Linked DNA regions of Mus musculus: region 1 is linked to region 2. The links are chromatin contacts, called in public HiChIP or PLAC-seq maps. All regions are on one chromosome and are shown on one strand. Each heading gives the region's core, a stretch centred on a gene start, on an enhancer-like site or on the middle of the called end of the contact. The rest is flanking DNA. Distances are from core to core; before and after follow the strand shown.

The links. HiChIP or PLAC-seq counts read pairs in DNA pulled down with a chosen protein or histone mark.
Region 1: an H3K27ac HiChIP or PLAC-seq map of embryonic stem cells shows a contact between it and region 2, with 5 times the contacts expected there. The contact joins the enhancer-like site here to the promoter of Trub1 in region 2. A contact is called at or near these places in 2 of 39 promoter capture datasets (the C10 cell line and pre-B cells), 1 of 15 datasets of contacts at CTCF or cohesin (large pre-B cells), 6 of 484 Hi-C or Micro-C datasets (B cells, the HL-1 cell line, cortical neurons and 3 more) and 2 of 115 datasets of contacts at active chromatin or transcription factors (embryonic stem cells and large pre-B cells).

Annotation. Positions count from the first base shown.
Region 1 is chr19:56,933,286-56,940,011 of GRCm38.p6, forward strand. Afap1l2 (actin filament associated protein 1-like 2) reads right to left here. Exons shown (of 19, transcript NM_001177797.1): 5 at 3,950-4,040. Among named protein-coding and RNA genes, the nearest start is that of Gm38597, 41 kb to the right of the region's middle. Within about 2 kb of position 2,081, at least 55 of the 459 cell types and tissues checked have an H3K27ac peak or open chromatin away from gene starts, as enhancers often do. A contact at or near this core is called in the HL-1 cell line and embryonic stem cells, where this site is marked.
Region 2 is chr19:57,450,836-57,458,193 of GRCm38.p6, forward strand. Trub1 (TruB pseudouridine (psi) synthase family member 1) reads left to right here and starts at 2,071. Exons shown (of 8, transcript NM_028115.3): 1 at 2,071-2,361; 2 at 7,255-7,353. The coding sequence starts at 2,112.

The DNA.
Region 1 (6,726 bases), core at 831-3,330, 520 kb before region 2:
CTGCATGTCCCTAGCACCCAGTGTGTGCCTCTGAGATGGCCCTGCATGCTTCCCGAGGAGCTCTGGTGCTGTGAGGTTGCCAGAAGCTAGCTGAGATAGAAAAGCTAATCCTAGTGCCAGGAGTAGCTTGGCAATTTTTAGGGCAAATATATTAATGTTGTATTTAGCCTCAGGAAGGATGACAGCCCCTGTGTTGAGTTTCCTTAGCATGGATCGCTGACTTGCAGGGGTGTGGTGAGAGGAGGAATGTGCGGCAGCAGGTCCTCACCCATGTTTTCAGGTCCCACGGGCAGGAGAGTGTATGACAATGGACATGCAGGACCAGCCATGGGGACAGGAAGAAGGCAGTAGCCTCCCAGGGCATGCACCCATCTCAGAGCAGGTAACAAGCAGGAAACAAACTGGCACTCTAACTCGAGGACAAGCAGTACCCAAGGTGATCGTGGCGTAAAGGACTCCTTCAGGCAACCGTGTCCATCTGGGGACTCCAGTGGGAAGATATGCTCCATAATGACCTGTGTGGTTGAAGCTCAAAGGTATGGGCAGAGGAGGGGGAGAGGGGAGGGAAGAGGGAGGGAGGGAAAGTGGGAGAGAGGGGGAAGGGAGGAGAGGAGGGAAGGGGAGGATGAAGAGAGAGAGGCATAGTCTACACAAAGACTCAGATGTGATATGTGGCTGCCTACCGCTAGGAGCAGTGGTTCTCAACCTGTGGGTCGTGACCCCTTTGGGGATTGAATGACCTTTTCACAGGGGTCACCTAAGAGCACCAGTAAACATAGGTATTTACATTATGATTCATAACTGTAGCAAAATTATATATATTTAGTAGCAACGAGAATAATTTTATGGTTGGGGGGTCACCATAAATGACAAACTACATTAAATGGCTGCAGCATTGGGAAGGTTGAGAACTGCTGCACCCGAAGCTACTGCTGTCTCCTCCGAGGCGTGGACTTCTCAGGAGAGGCCAAGGATGTCATTCATGAGATCTGTTCACATGACCACTAGAGGTGACCGCCAGTCTTCACCAGAGGGGTGTGGACAGAATGACTTGCATCATGTCTGGGCAGTGCCTTTAAGAAACAGGCAGGCAGCCGGGCGGTGGTGGCACATGCCTTTAATCCCACCCAGCACTTGGGAGGCAGAGGCAGGCAGATTTCTGAGTTCGAGGCCAGCCTGGTCTACAAAGTGAGTTCCAGGACAGCTGGGGCTAGACAGAGAAACCCTGTCTCGAAAAACCAAAAAAAAAAAAAAAAAAAAAAAGAAAGAAAGAAAAGAAACGGGCAGGCATTTTTTAGTCCCTCTTTGCCCTGGAGGGTGGCTGAGCCAAAGATTAGAGGCGCCCAAGTATTCATTACACAGGATCAGAAATGCCACGCTGCTCAGAGTAGAAACCAATGCCTGAGAGCTATGTGTTACAGCAAATGGTCTTTTCCCCCAGCATCAGGACGAAGACATCTTGGGCAAACAGAGAGACGGTAATGTCTCAAGCATGAACGTGCAGCGTGCTCAGTTAGAGAGAGGACCCTGCTCTGTGGACAGTGCTGGGACATTACTGCTGAAGCAGGACAGAGTCCCAGCAGCTGGCCTTACCTACAAAGCTAGCACAATCTTGTTAGCTACCCAGCTGGAGCAACCCCTATACCTATTCACCCTTCCTTTTGCTAAGACCAGGTCACCCTGCTCAAGCAGGTGTGGGGACAGCAGACAGGAAGTGAGGGCTATTTGGCTGGCCACACAGGTAAAGGTCACAAGGATGTCCAACTTCCCAAGTTGTCCCTAGACCTCATGATGGCAGGAGAGATGGGCAGCCTTCCCACTCCCTACTTCTCTGGCCCACTCCCTGGGGTGAGTCAGAACTGACACAGTGGGAAGCCCCTGGCCAGGCAGTAAGCACGGGCAAGCAGCAAACAGCAAGGGGCTGGGTGTTTCTGACCACTTGTTTGTGTGGAGTTGAAAAGTCTGCCCCTGTGTGTTTGGGAGACAGGTCCTGGCTGGCAGGGGCCACACCCAGGAGAGGAGATACACAGAGGTGCTCACTAGTGAGTCACTGTTTCTGCCTCCAGGATACACCCAGACAGCATCGCCACGCCCTTGGTTGGCTTGGGTCTGAAATCACAGCCTGGCTGTGACTCCCCAGCACCTCACTGGCTCCGTGGGCTAAGGTGAAGCTCATCTGCCCACAGTGCCAACCGCTTATAATACCCTGGGCCCCCGACAAGCCCTCGCCTCCCACGCGGTTCCTGGGACTGGAGTGCCATAGGTTAAAAAGGAAGAGAAAAACCCAAGTCACAGCTCCAGGTCCCAACTCACTCTAGTCCCTCTTGTTGAAGAAGTGTACAAGGCTCACCCGCTTCAGCCAAGTTCGTCCCCACCACCGGGCACCCACCCTCACCTTCGACATTTGCCAAGTGCTGTGTGACGACTACGGAGCAGTCTCACAAAGGAGAGGCTGAGGAGATGCTAATCTTGATGGTGCTGCCCTGGAGGGACATTGATCGACGACTTGTCCCCGGTGTGGTGTTACTGAGAGACACTCTGGACCATTGAGAGTTTTGGGGGGACTGGAGAGATGGCTTGGTGGCTAACTGCACTTGCTGATTTTACAGAGGACACAGGTTTGATTCTGATCACCCACAGGCTGGTCACAGCTACCTGTAACTCTAATTCCAGGGGACTCTGGCGCCCTCTTCTGGCTTCCTTGGCTACGAGGCACAAACATGTACAGGCAAAACACTCAGACAGATAAAAATAAACAGGTTCCTTACTTTAAAAAAAGCTCAGATAAAACAGTGAGGCCTTGTCAGAGGCCGTTGGTACTGGGGTGTCCTCAAAAGGGACCAAAGGATCGCTCCCAACCCTGCTTTTGCTTGTTGGCTTTGAGGTGATCACGTTGCACGTGGCCTCTTACAGTCCCAATGCAGCCTAGAACAATGTGCCTGCCCAGTCTTGAACTAGAGGCCCTAAACTTGTGGCCCTAAAGTTCCTTTTCACCTCAGAAGTTATTTATCCCAGGTACCTCATGATAGTGACAAAAGGCCAGCTTCTGTAAGCTGAGGACCTTGGCCAAGAAGACTGGGATCCTGGCATTCAGCTCAGGGCGGATAGCCCATTCGCAATATGTCCAAAACCTAAGCCAGGCCAGTCATGAGCTGCCCTGCAAAGAAAGGCTTACAGTCCCATTCCAGGAAAAACCAAAGTCCTCAGTGTGTTCTCTCTGCAGCCCTTCTGTACGCTCCACTCCGCTCGCCTCTGAACTCACCCGGCCCTGCCCTGCCACAGCGGACTCTTCTCTGACTAAAGAACCCTTCTGCTCTCTGCCCAGAATTCTGCTCCTGCAGTTACCTGCCCGATCTTTTTCCCATAGCTCCCTTCATCCTGAGGTCATAGTGTCGGTATTGGAATACCTGCTTTCCTGCAGTAAGCTGAGTCACTGTCCTGTTTTCTGCATTAATAGCCATCACCAAACATAATCTGATATGTTGTGGTCTGTGCTCCCTCCATTGGCTTCAAGTGTTCTCATCCTGCTGGTGGGAGCTTAGTAACTGAACCCAGAAAAAGAACGTGAATGCTTCCCCCCCCAAACTCAGCCTGACCTCCACATGTATTCCCGCAGGCCCCTTAACCCGCACACCTCTCCTATGCCACCTCTTTGTGTTCAGTGCTGCAACAGCCAGTGCAAGAGGCTGGAACCCCGTGGATACAGGAAGCTGTTCCGGTGGCCATGCCCTGCCCTTCCTCACCGGCAGGCAAGGTCTGCACACTTCACGCTGACCAAAGGATGAATGCTTTGCATGGCCGGTTCTCAGTGAGGTCATTTCCTGTGTCTTGTCACTCACTGCGCCTGCCTCTGCTTAAGAGCCCGAGGTGAGCTGTCACCAGATCACGAGTCAGCAGCAGCCTGTGGGCTATAGCAGTTAGACCCTCTGGGCCAGCCCCTCGGACATACCATTGATGGATCTGTCAAATGGCTCAGCCTCTTCATAGTAGCCCTCAGGGGACTCGATCTTTGGAACGGTGGGCTGTTTCCTCTCTGGAATCTGTAGCACAAACAAAGCCAACAGCTTCAGATGGAGCATACTGGGAGCAACTAGGGTTAACCTTTCATGCGGGGAGAGGGAGAACTCCAGGTTTTATGCTATGTGACCGGTGCTTATGGTCCTCTCGTGGGGTGTCATGGTGACGTCTTCCAGGATGGGTAGAGCCTGGCAGTGAGCTAGTTCCAAGCCTGCCGCTCTCAATTCTGAGTTTCTCTGGGGTTCTGAAGCTGCTTCAACCTTACCAGTTCTTCTGTCTGGTGGCACAGCCCACATCTGCCATACGACAAAAGAGACCAGCAAGGACTAGCTCCTTCATTAAGGATCACCCAGGGGGAGGCCTTTGCTGTAAAGAGCCACACCCAAATCTTCAAGAGAAGGAAAGCCTTCTCTCTTCCAGCCCCTCCGTATTCTGGACACTCACTCAGAACCAAACCAGATTCCTCACGGCTCAAACCTTGAGACCACTGTTCTCAGCTCCCTGTGGTCCCCAGTGGTGTCTGGGTACACAGGAGATTGAGAACCACAACCTCCACCACTGATCTCACTGCTTCTCACCCAGAAAAACACGGGCTGGTACTCCCCATCACAGACTGCGTTCTGCCTCTCCCGAGCAGTGTGCCTGGAGCACTCCAGCACCCCAGAGGCAAGGCAGAGACGAGCAGCCTGAGAGGACATGTGACCGTAGATGGTTGGGCTCACGGGGTGGTTTGAATAAGGAATGGCCCCTACAGACTCATGTGTTTGCATGCTTGACCTAGAGGAAGTGGTTCTATTAGGAGGTGTGGCCTCATTGGAGTGGGTATGGTCTTGTTGGAGAAGGTGTGGCCTTGCTGGAGAAGGTGTGGCCTTGTTGGAGTAAGTGTGGCCTCATTGGAGGAAGTATGTCACTGTGGAGGTGGGCTTTGAGATCTCATATATGCTCAAGCTATTCCCAGTGTGTCAGTCTCCTGTTGCCTACAGATCAAGTTGTAGAACTCTCAGCTCCTTCCCCAGTACCATGTCTGCCTGCACACCACCATGTTCCCAGCCATGACAGTCATGGACTAAACCTCTGAAAATATAAGCCAGCCCCAATTAAATGTTTTCCTTTATAAGAATTGCTGAGGTCATGGTGTCTCTTCACAGCAATAGAAACCCAAATACAATTTGTCTAGGCTGTAGTATTTAAAAAAAAAAGCAGAAACGTCTGTCACTTGCAAACACAGAGGGTTAAACTGTGCTGGGCAACATGAAGTGTTCGGTAAATGTCTGTATTTACTAGCCTAAAGAAAAAAATAGTCGGGGCCTAGCAAACACAGAGTGGATGATCACAGTCAGCTATTGGATGGGTCATACGGCCCCCATGGAGGAGCTAAAGAAAGTACCCAAGGAGCTAAAGGGAACTGCAACCCTATAGGTGGAACAACAATATGAACTAACCAGTGCCCCGGAGCTCTTGTCTCTAGCTGCATATGTATCAAAAGATAGCCTAGTCGGCCATCACTGGAAAGAGAGGCCATGTGGACTTGCAAACTTTATATGCCCCAGTACAGGGGAACACCAGGGCCAAAAAGGGGGAGTGGGTGGGTAGGGGATTGTGGGGGTGGGTATAGGGGACTTTTGGGATAGCATTGGAAATGTAAATGAGGAAAATATCTAATTAAAAAAAATGTTACAAAAAATATATAAAAACATCAAAGTCCCATGTGTATGTCCTATAATCCCAGACACAGCGACTTACCATTAGATACCGAAGGACAGAGATGCTAACGTCTTAGGACTAAGGAAGAAGAACCACTCTGTTCAGTATCAGCACCATAAGGTCCACTGTGTTAAGCACCAGCATCAAGATGCGAAGATTGTGATTGTCCTGGATGGTTTTACATCAACTTGACACAAGCTAGAGTTATCTGAGAGGAGGGACTCTCCGCTGAGACAATGCCTCCATAAGACCCCAGCTATATGGCATTTTCTTATTAGTGATCAGTGGGGGAGGCCCCAGCCCACTGTGAGTGGTGCTTTCCCTGGGCTGTTGGTTCTGGGTGCTGTAAGAAAGCAGGCTGAGCAAGCCATGATGAGCAAGCCCATAAGCAGCACCCCTCCATGGCCTCTGCATCAGCTCCTGCCTCCAGGTTCCTGCCCTGTTTAAGTTCCCATCCTGACTTCTTTCAATGGTGAACAGAAATATGGAAGTATAAGCCAAATAAATCCTTTCCTCCTCAACTTGCTTTCTGGTTCACAGTGTCTCTTCACAGCAACAGTAACCCGAAGACGGTAAAATCATTAACCAAAGATGCAGGAGACTGGATTTCAGTGCTGAAATAACCAGCTATCATCAGAGGGGGAGACAAGGAAGAAGCCACTGTGAGCTGCAGGGTTTACCAAGAGCCACAGTTCTGCTTGTTCTCCAAAGGGCCAGCCAGCAAATATTTTAGGAATCTGTGGCCCCTTGGGGTCTCTTATCTCAGCTACTCACTCCTAAGCTCCATGGTCCTAGATGACCCAAGGCAGTCATGCAAACTTCCCTGGGGAACAACCCACTGTGGAAAACTCTGGGGCCACACTGACCGCGAAAATGCCATGTCAGCTGCTTCCCTACCAGGAAGCTCCATTGAGATCAGTGCTAATGTCACGGTCAGGCCTCAGGAGGTGTGTGGGGGAGGGGTGGCGCTTGCCAAGATGGTACAGTGGCCAGCGGACATCTGCT
Region 2 (7,358 bases), core at 821-3,320:
GAAAGGAGGTGCTATGTTCTACAAGTGGGTCACTTCATCCAGAGGGTTTTGGAGACTGGGTCAAAATAGAAAGTTTAAGCCAACAATGTGAAATGCTTTATTAGAAGCAGACTGTCTTAATCAGTGCTTTGTTGCTCTGAAGAGATACCATGACCACAGCAACTCTTGTAAAGAAAACATTTCATTGGGGCTAGTTTACAGTTCAGAGGTTTAGTCCATTATCATCATGGTGGGAAGTATAGCTGCATGCAGGCAGATATGGTGCTGGAGAAAGAGCTGAGAGTCTACATCCAGATTAGCAGGCGGGAGGGAGGGAGGAAGTGAGGGAGAGAGTGAGGGAGAGAGTGAGGGGGAGAGTGAGGGAAAGGGAGAGGAGAGGAGAGGAGAGGAGAGGAGAGGAGAAGAGGAGAAGAGGAGAAGAGGGGGAGGGGGAGAGGGAGAGTGAGGGAAAGGGAGAGGAGAGGAGAGGAGAGGAGAGGAGAGGAGAGGAGAGGAGAGAGATGAGGGAGAGGGGAAGAGGAGGAGGGGAGAGAGGGAGAGGGAGGGAGAGGGGGAGAGGAAGAGGAAGAGGGGAAGAGGAGGAGAGGGGGAGGGGAAGAGGGAGAGGAGGGAGAAAGACTAGGAGACTGGCTTGAGCATTTGAAACCCCTCCAAACCCACCCCAGTGACACACTTAGTCCAACAAGGCCATAGCTCCTAATCTTTGTCAAGTAGCACCACTCCCTTAATGAAAAAGCATTCAAATCTATGAGGCTGTGGGGACCATTCCTATCCAAATCACCACACAGTTAGAGAACAGAGAACATAGATTAGAGGGTAGCAGAAAAGAGATATGGTGGGGGTGGGGGAGAGGGAAGGAGAGATGGCAGACTGTCTTAGTCAGTCTGAAATATAATATTAAATAAAATGACCTGTGAGTTAAAGGCTTGTCCAATGTGTAAGATGTTGGCTACTTTAGGAAATTAGAGCTTGATTTTTCTAATGCCCAGAATACTCTATCTGTAATGATTCCTCTGACATACATTTGTTGCGTGAATGGTAGACGTGTAACTGGCATCCCCTGACTGGGATCATTAGGCAATGAGGCATCATTAGGGAAGAATGTTAGCCTGGCAGAGCACTATGAGAAAGAATGGCTGTAAGGCAATGTGGGGAAACAAAGAAGACAAAGTGGCTATCCCATAATAACCACACTTCCATTTAATGCATTTGGGGAAGAAGTAAAAGGATTTTTTTTTCCTCTCTTAGAGGGACAGCCTAATGCGAGGTCTGCAAAGAGTTTAAATATTAATTTAAACCATAGGCGTTTTTGTTGTTTTGGGTTTTACTTGTTTGTTTGTTGAGATAAGGTCTCAGTATGTTACCCTGGGTGGCCCGGAACTCACAGAAATCCACCTGCCTCTGACTTCTAAATGCTGGGATTAAAGGCATTCACTGTAGGGGGCTAGGGGGAATTTATGCTAGAGTGAGTTGGTAAATCCTGATCGGACACATTAGTCAAACAATGAATTTTGATTGTTGGTCCTTGATGTTTTGTCTCAGGAATGAGACAGTGGCCAAATAACTGAATGGACCTTGGGGCTAGCTTTAGGAATGTAACCTACAGTTTAGCAGGGGAGAAGGAAAAGGGGAAGAAGAGTAAAGCCTGTTGGTGCCATGTTTGCCATGCCTGTTAGAGAGCCCTTCATGCACCACCACGAATGGATCAACCATATATAGTTTTTGATTCCTATAAAGGAATAGAAACTCCAAAAGAACATTAACATTTTTTTTAGAACTGTCAAAAACTGCAGTCAAAAATTCAAAATTCATACACACACACACACACACACACACACATGCAGGTTATGGGGGGGCGGTACAGAAAGGAAGTGACTCTACCTCAAATACACAAATTAGGTGTTTGCGTTGGATAGTTTACAGCGGCAACTCCAATGTACCTCTTCACGACTAAGAGCATTTGGTAACAGAGATATTAAAGGTTCCAGCAGAACTCCGAGATGCCAGAGCAAGCCATTGGCCTATACCGAGCCTATGGACTACAATTCCCAGAAGGCCTTGCAACACATCGGTGTCATCTCTGCTCGCCTCTTGGCCCAGGCCGTGAAAGCATGGCAGCTGCAGAGGCAGAGGTGGTTTCACCTCTGATTGTGGACACAGCTCCTGACACTTCAGGAACAGCCGAGGCCTCTGTAGCAGCATCGGTGGCGGAAGCGGCCAGGACTGAATCGCAAGCCCCGGCCTCCAAGGCCGCCCTGGCTGCTAAGCTCATGTCGCTGAGCGGCGTGTTCGCCGTGCACAAGCCCAAAGGGCCCACTTCAGCCGAGCTGCTGAACCGGCTGAAGGAGAAGCTGCTGGCAGGTACTGCCGCCCGGGTAGGGACCAGGCTGAGGAGTTCTCCACCACACTGGGATTTTTATCTCTAGTCTTTCTTCTTTTACTTACTGACTTACTTTGTGCGTCTGTGGCTCAAGATAGAAAGAGTGACCACCGAATTAACTCTGGACGAAAACCCAGGGCATCTTAGGCTTGGACTTACCCAAGTGCACACTCTTTCAACAGTGGCCCTTTGAGCTTCTCACGGGAAGTACGTGTAGAGTTGGGGGACCAGTCTGCATATACAGGTTTTCACCCTGGTGGCTGCAGCCCAGTTTTCTGTAGTTTGATCCCTCCCAGGGTTTTTGTTTAACTCTTGCGAATGAGTACCACCAGAGGAAATGCAGGCTCTCTACCCCTAAGTTGCAAACTTAAAAGTTTATTTGAAAAGCACATAGGCTGAGTTAGCTAGGATTTAGAAAGGACACCACTTTCACCTTTTAGTGGGCACGGTGATTCGTCTTCTATACAAATGCAGGTTCCTGATCCCCACACTTGCAGACCCTGAAAGTCTGAAGATCTGGGATTATTTTGGAAATTGTGCTCTATTGCTTCAGATTGTGCTTTCTTTCTTCTTCTTTTTTTAATGTAGTATTTTTTGAGGAACATTAAAATAGAAGATGGCCATTTTTCTAACCATTCTTCCTCTTGATCATTTATAACAGGAGCATTAAAAAGCCAAAACCCTTTAGTTTTGTTTTGCGTGTGAATGTGTATGCAGTGTGAGTGTGTGTTTGTAGGTGAGAGGTGATGTTGGCCATCTTCAGACATGGCTTTCCATCTTGTGTATTGAGCCAGAGTACCTCACTTGAACCTAGATCCTGCCAATTAGGCAAGTCTGCCTACTCAGCTTGTTTTAGGGACAACTGGCTAGGAATCAGGGTAGCATTCAGTGTCACCCTCGTGTTTATAGGGGTGCTGGAGATCCAAGCTCTGGTCCTCACTATTGCTTGGCGAGCACTTTACCCTGTGAACAGTCCCCACGGAGCCTTTCTTTTACTGGATTCTCATGTTAAGCTGCATCTGTGGAATCCTATAGGGACATAGGATGAACAGTGGCCGCCTCTTCCCTTAAGTCGGCTTACAGTCTTGTGATCTCTGCAGTTCCAGATTCTCCAGAGCTTCAGCTTAGCTTGTCTTGTTACAGGTACAGAGAAACCTCTCACAGTGCTCAGTGTCACCTGGAAGACTTAATCTAGTTTTGTTTGTTTGTTTTGAGATAGGTTTGCCTTGAGCTCAACTCAGTGATCCTCCTGCCTGAGCTCCTGAATGTGAGACTTACAGATGGGCACCTCCATTCTGATTTAAATTTTCTCTTTTAGCCAGGAGCCAAACTATTCTGATAAAAACTTTGCTAATTTAAATGTTTATTGAACAGATACACACATTCTTCCGGATGCTAAACAATGGTGTTATACTTGCTCATTTGTGCTCATCGTTAAGTGTGGTGGCTAACTTTGATTGCCACCCCAATATCATCTAGAATTCCCAGTTTCAGTAAGGGATAGGGAACATCTATATTGGGTTGGCTTGTGGCCATGTCTGTGAGGGATTGTTTTAATTAAGCTCATTGAGAGAGGAAGACGCGGCCTGCTGTGGGTGGCACCCTCCCCTAGACAGGGCATTTGAACTGTGTGAGAACTGGAGCTGGACACAAGTGTGTGAGCCTTCGTTCTCATCTCATCCTGACTGTGGATGTGGTAGAGAGTAAGCTGGAATTCTGAGCTAAAATAGACTCTCGTGAGTTACCTTTTGAGGGTATTTTATTACAGCGTTAATGACACTAGCGCATCGGATTTTAGGGGACATTGAACTGAGGACTTGCATCAAAAGGAATCATTGTGATGGGGTATTTGTTTGTTTGTTGTTTTTTTCTTTCACAGATATGTTGCTTTCGTTTGTCCTGATTTGTTAGTAAACTGGCTTTTTGTACCAAAGATTACGGTTCTTAAAGAAGCTTTTCATAGCATCAAAACGCTGAAGTTTCTTGGTTGCACTTTGTTGGGACTGATTGCTTCAAGGCTGTCACTAGGCTGGTTTCTGCAGAGCACCCACTGATATGCTGAAGTCTTCCTCTCCTAACAGTGCCTGTGATTCCGTATTCATATTAGCTAAGCGAGCTTCCTAGCCCAGTGCCTGTGATTGGGTGATTCCGTATTCCCTATTAGCGAACTCAGACTTCCCCAGTGCCTGTGATTGGTCGATTCTGTATTCATATTAGCTAAGCGAGCTTCCCACTGGGGAAGTGTCTGTGATTGGTCAATTCCGTATTCATATTAGCTAAGCGAGTTTCCCCAGTGCCTGTGACTGGGTAATTCCGTATTCCCTATTAGCGAACTCAGGCTTCCCCAGTGCCTGTGATTGGTCGATTCTGTATTCATATTAGCTAAGCGAGCTTCCCCAATGCCTGTGATTGGTCGATTCCGTATTCATATTAGCTAAGCGAGTTTCCCCAGTGCCTGCGATTGGGTAATTCCGTATTCCCTATTAGCGAACTCAGGCTTCCCCAGTGCCTGTGATTGGTCGATTCCGTATTCATATTAGCTAAGAGAGTTTCCCCAGTGCCTGCGATTGGGTAATTCCGTATTCCCTAGTAGCGAACTCAGGCTTCCCCAGTGCCTGTGTTTGGTTGATTCCGTATTCATACTAGCTAATTGAGCTTTCCCAGTCCCAGGCTAAGCACCTGTCAGAATCGCCCTGCAAGATTCTAAAAGATAGCATTCTGTTCTATCCAGGTTTGACAACCACTGATTCGCTCAGCCAGGAGGCATAGCCTCTTCAAAAACATTCCTTGCCCGTCCTTACATTGATTTCCCCCGTTGTAGAATCTCTTCTCCGTGACTTTGAACCTTTCAAGGCCTGAAGCATGCTAGGTTTTTATAGGTAGAAAGGACCTTAAATGGTCATCCATAAACAGCCATCTGAGTATTCGATTCAAGAGTGAACACAATTTCAACAGTGTGAATGAGTTAGAGACAAGATGACTGAATTTATGAGACCTTTATACTAAGGCATATCAAGTTAAAAACTCGGAGTTCCCCAGTGTACTTTTGTAAGTTCACTGACAGAGATCCATGATACATTGCAAGTGGAAGGTGAAGTGTTTGAAGTCCAGGCCCACGGTGCTGGGATCTCGTTCCTCCAAGTTTGGTGATGTTAGAGTCCAAGTGTACACCCGATCTTAAGGCTCTGAACCACTGGCATGGTAGTCAGGCTGTGAGGTTGAGCGGCCCAGCACAGCCATCTGAATGTTCTGTTGTAAAGATTTATTTATTTATTTTATCTATGTGAGTACACTGTTGCTGTCTTCAGACACACCAGAAGGAGGCAGTGCAGATGGTTGTGAGCCCCCATGTGGTTGCTGGGAATTGAACTCAGGCTCCCCGGAAGAGCAGTCAGTGCTACTTATTAACCTCTGAGCCATCTCTCCAGCCCCGTCTGAGAGTTTAAGCTGGCTTCTGTCTCTGCCCTGCCCTCTTTTCATTGTGTGCTGTTTTCTGTCTCCTGGTGTCAATAGTTTTAAAGTAGGTTTAACAGGCTGAGGGTCAGGGGATTGCTGTGACAGGTGTCGTATAGCTCGTCTGTAATGATGGAGATGTGATGTAAGCAGTGTTGGAATCCTCTCTTTCTTTATTAAATGCTTCAGAAGTCAAGTGGTAACTAACAGCTCTGAGCTGACACTTAAGCTCTTGTTGAGATTAGCGTCTTTAATGAATTGAAAGTTTTGATCATGTGGACAAGTAGTAAAACTAGCTGAGGACTAGGTGTAGATAGAAATAGCCCTGTATGAGATGTGCTCCCAGTTAGTAGACGCCAGGGAGGGACAGAAGAAATCACAGACATTTAGAGACTGTAGCTGAGGTCTCTTAAAACTAGCTGCATATGCCAAAGCTAACTTTTTTGTTACTTTCTAACTATTGATATATCACTAGAAGTCACCCAGTTAGCTTAAATATTGACTTAGACTTTTGTTTTTCTTGGGGCTGGAAAGATGGCTCCACAGATAAGGACATTGGGCTGATATTCCAGAGGTCCCAGGTTCAATTCGCAGCATCCACTTGGTGTCTCATGTCCATCTAGAACTCTAGTTCCCAGGACTCTGCTGCCCTCTTCTGGCCTCCTTAGACACTGCATGTACATGGTTTACAGATATACATGTAACGAGATTGTCTATACACATCTAGATATAGATAGATCCACACACATATAGATGGATACATACATACATACATACATACATACATACCTAATTGTTTCTCTTAAAATGAGTTCAGTTTCTATTTCACTAATTTTGAAATACTGTTCTTTTGTAATTTAGGAAATCTTTCTCTCTTCATGTGTGTGTGTGTGTTCACACATGTGTGGAGGCCAGAGGTCAACCTCAGGAGTCATTCCTCTGTCCACATTAATTTTTGAGACAAGGTGTTTCACTGGCCTGGAACTCACTAAGTAGATGTCACCAAGCCCCTGTCTCAGATCAGGGATTATAAATGCATGTCACCACCCCCAGCTTTTTCTTTAACATGGGTCCTGGGGATTGACCTCAGAACCTCATGCTTGAGTGGCAAGCAGTTTACCAACTGAGCTATCTTCCTAGGCGTGGCTATACAGTTTTGTTGTGTTTTGGGACAGGGTCTCAGCATATATCCTTGGCTATGGGGACTCAGTATGTAAACCACCCTGGCCTCAAACTCATTGTTTAAAAGCGTACACCACCACACTGAGCCCACTGTACATTCTAAAACCTGTTTTTGCTAGTTATGTGGTCATAGCCTTATACCTGTATGTTTTGTTTGTTTTTTGAATAGGTTATCTTGTCTCCCATGCTCCTCCTGACTTGTAATTACCTTTTTTTAAAAATTCTGATTACTCCTGTAGAAGCTGGAATGCCTTCTCCAGAATGGAACAAGAGGCAAAAGCAGACATTGAAAGTCGGACACGGAGGGACGCTGGACAGTGCAGCGCAAGGTGTTCTGGGTAAG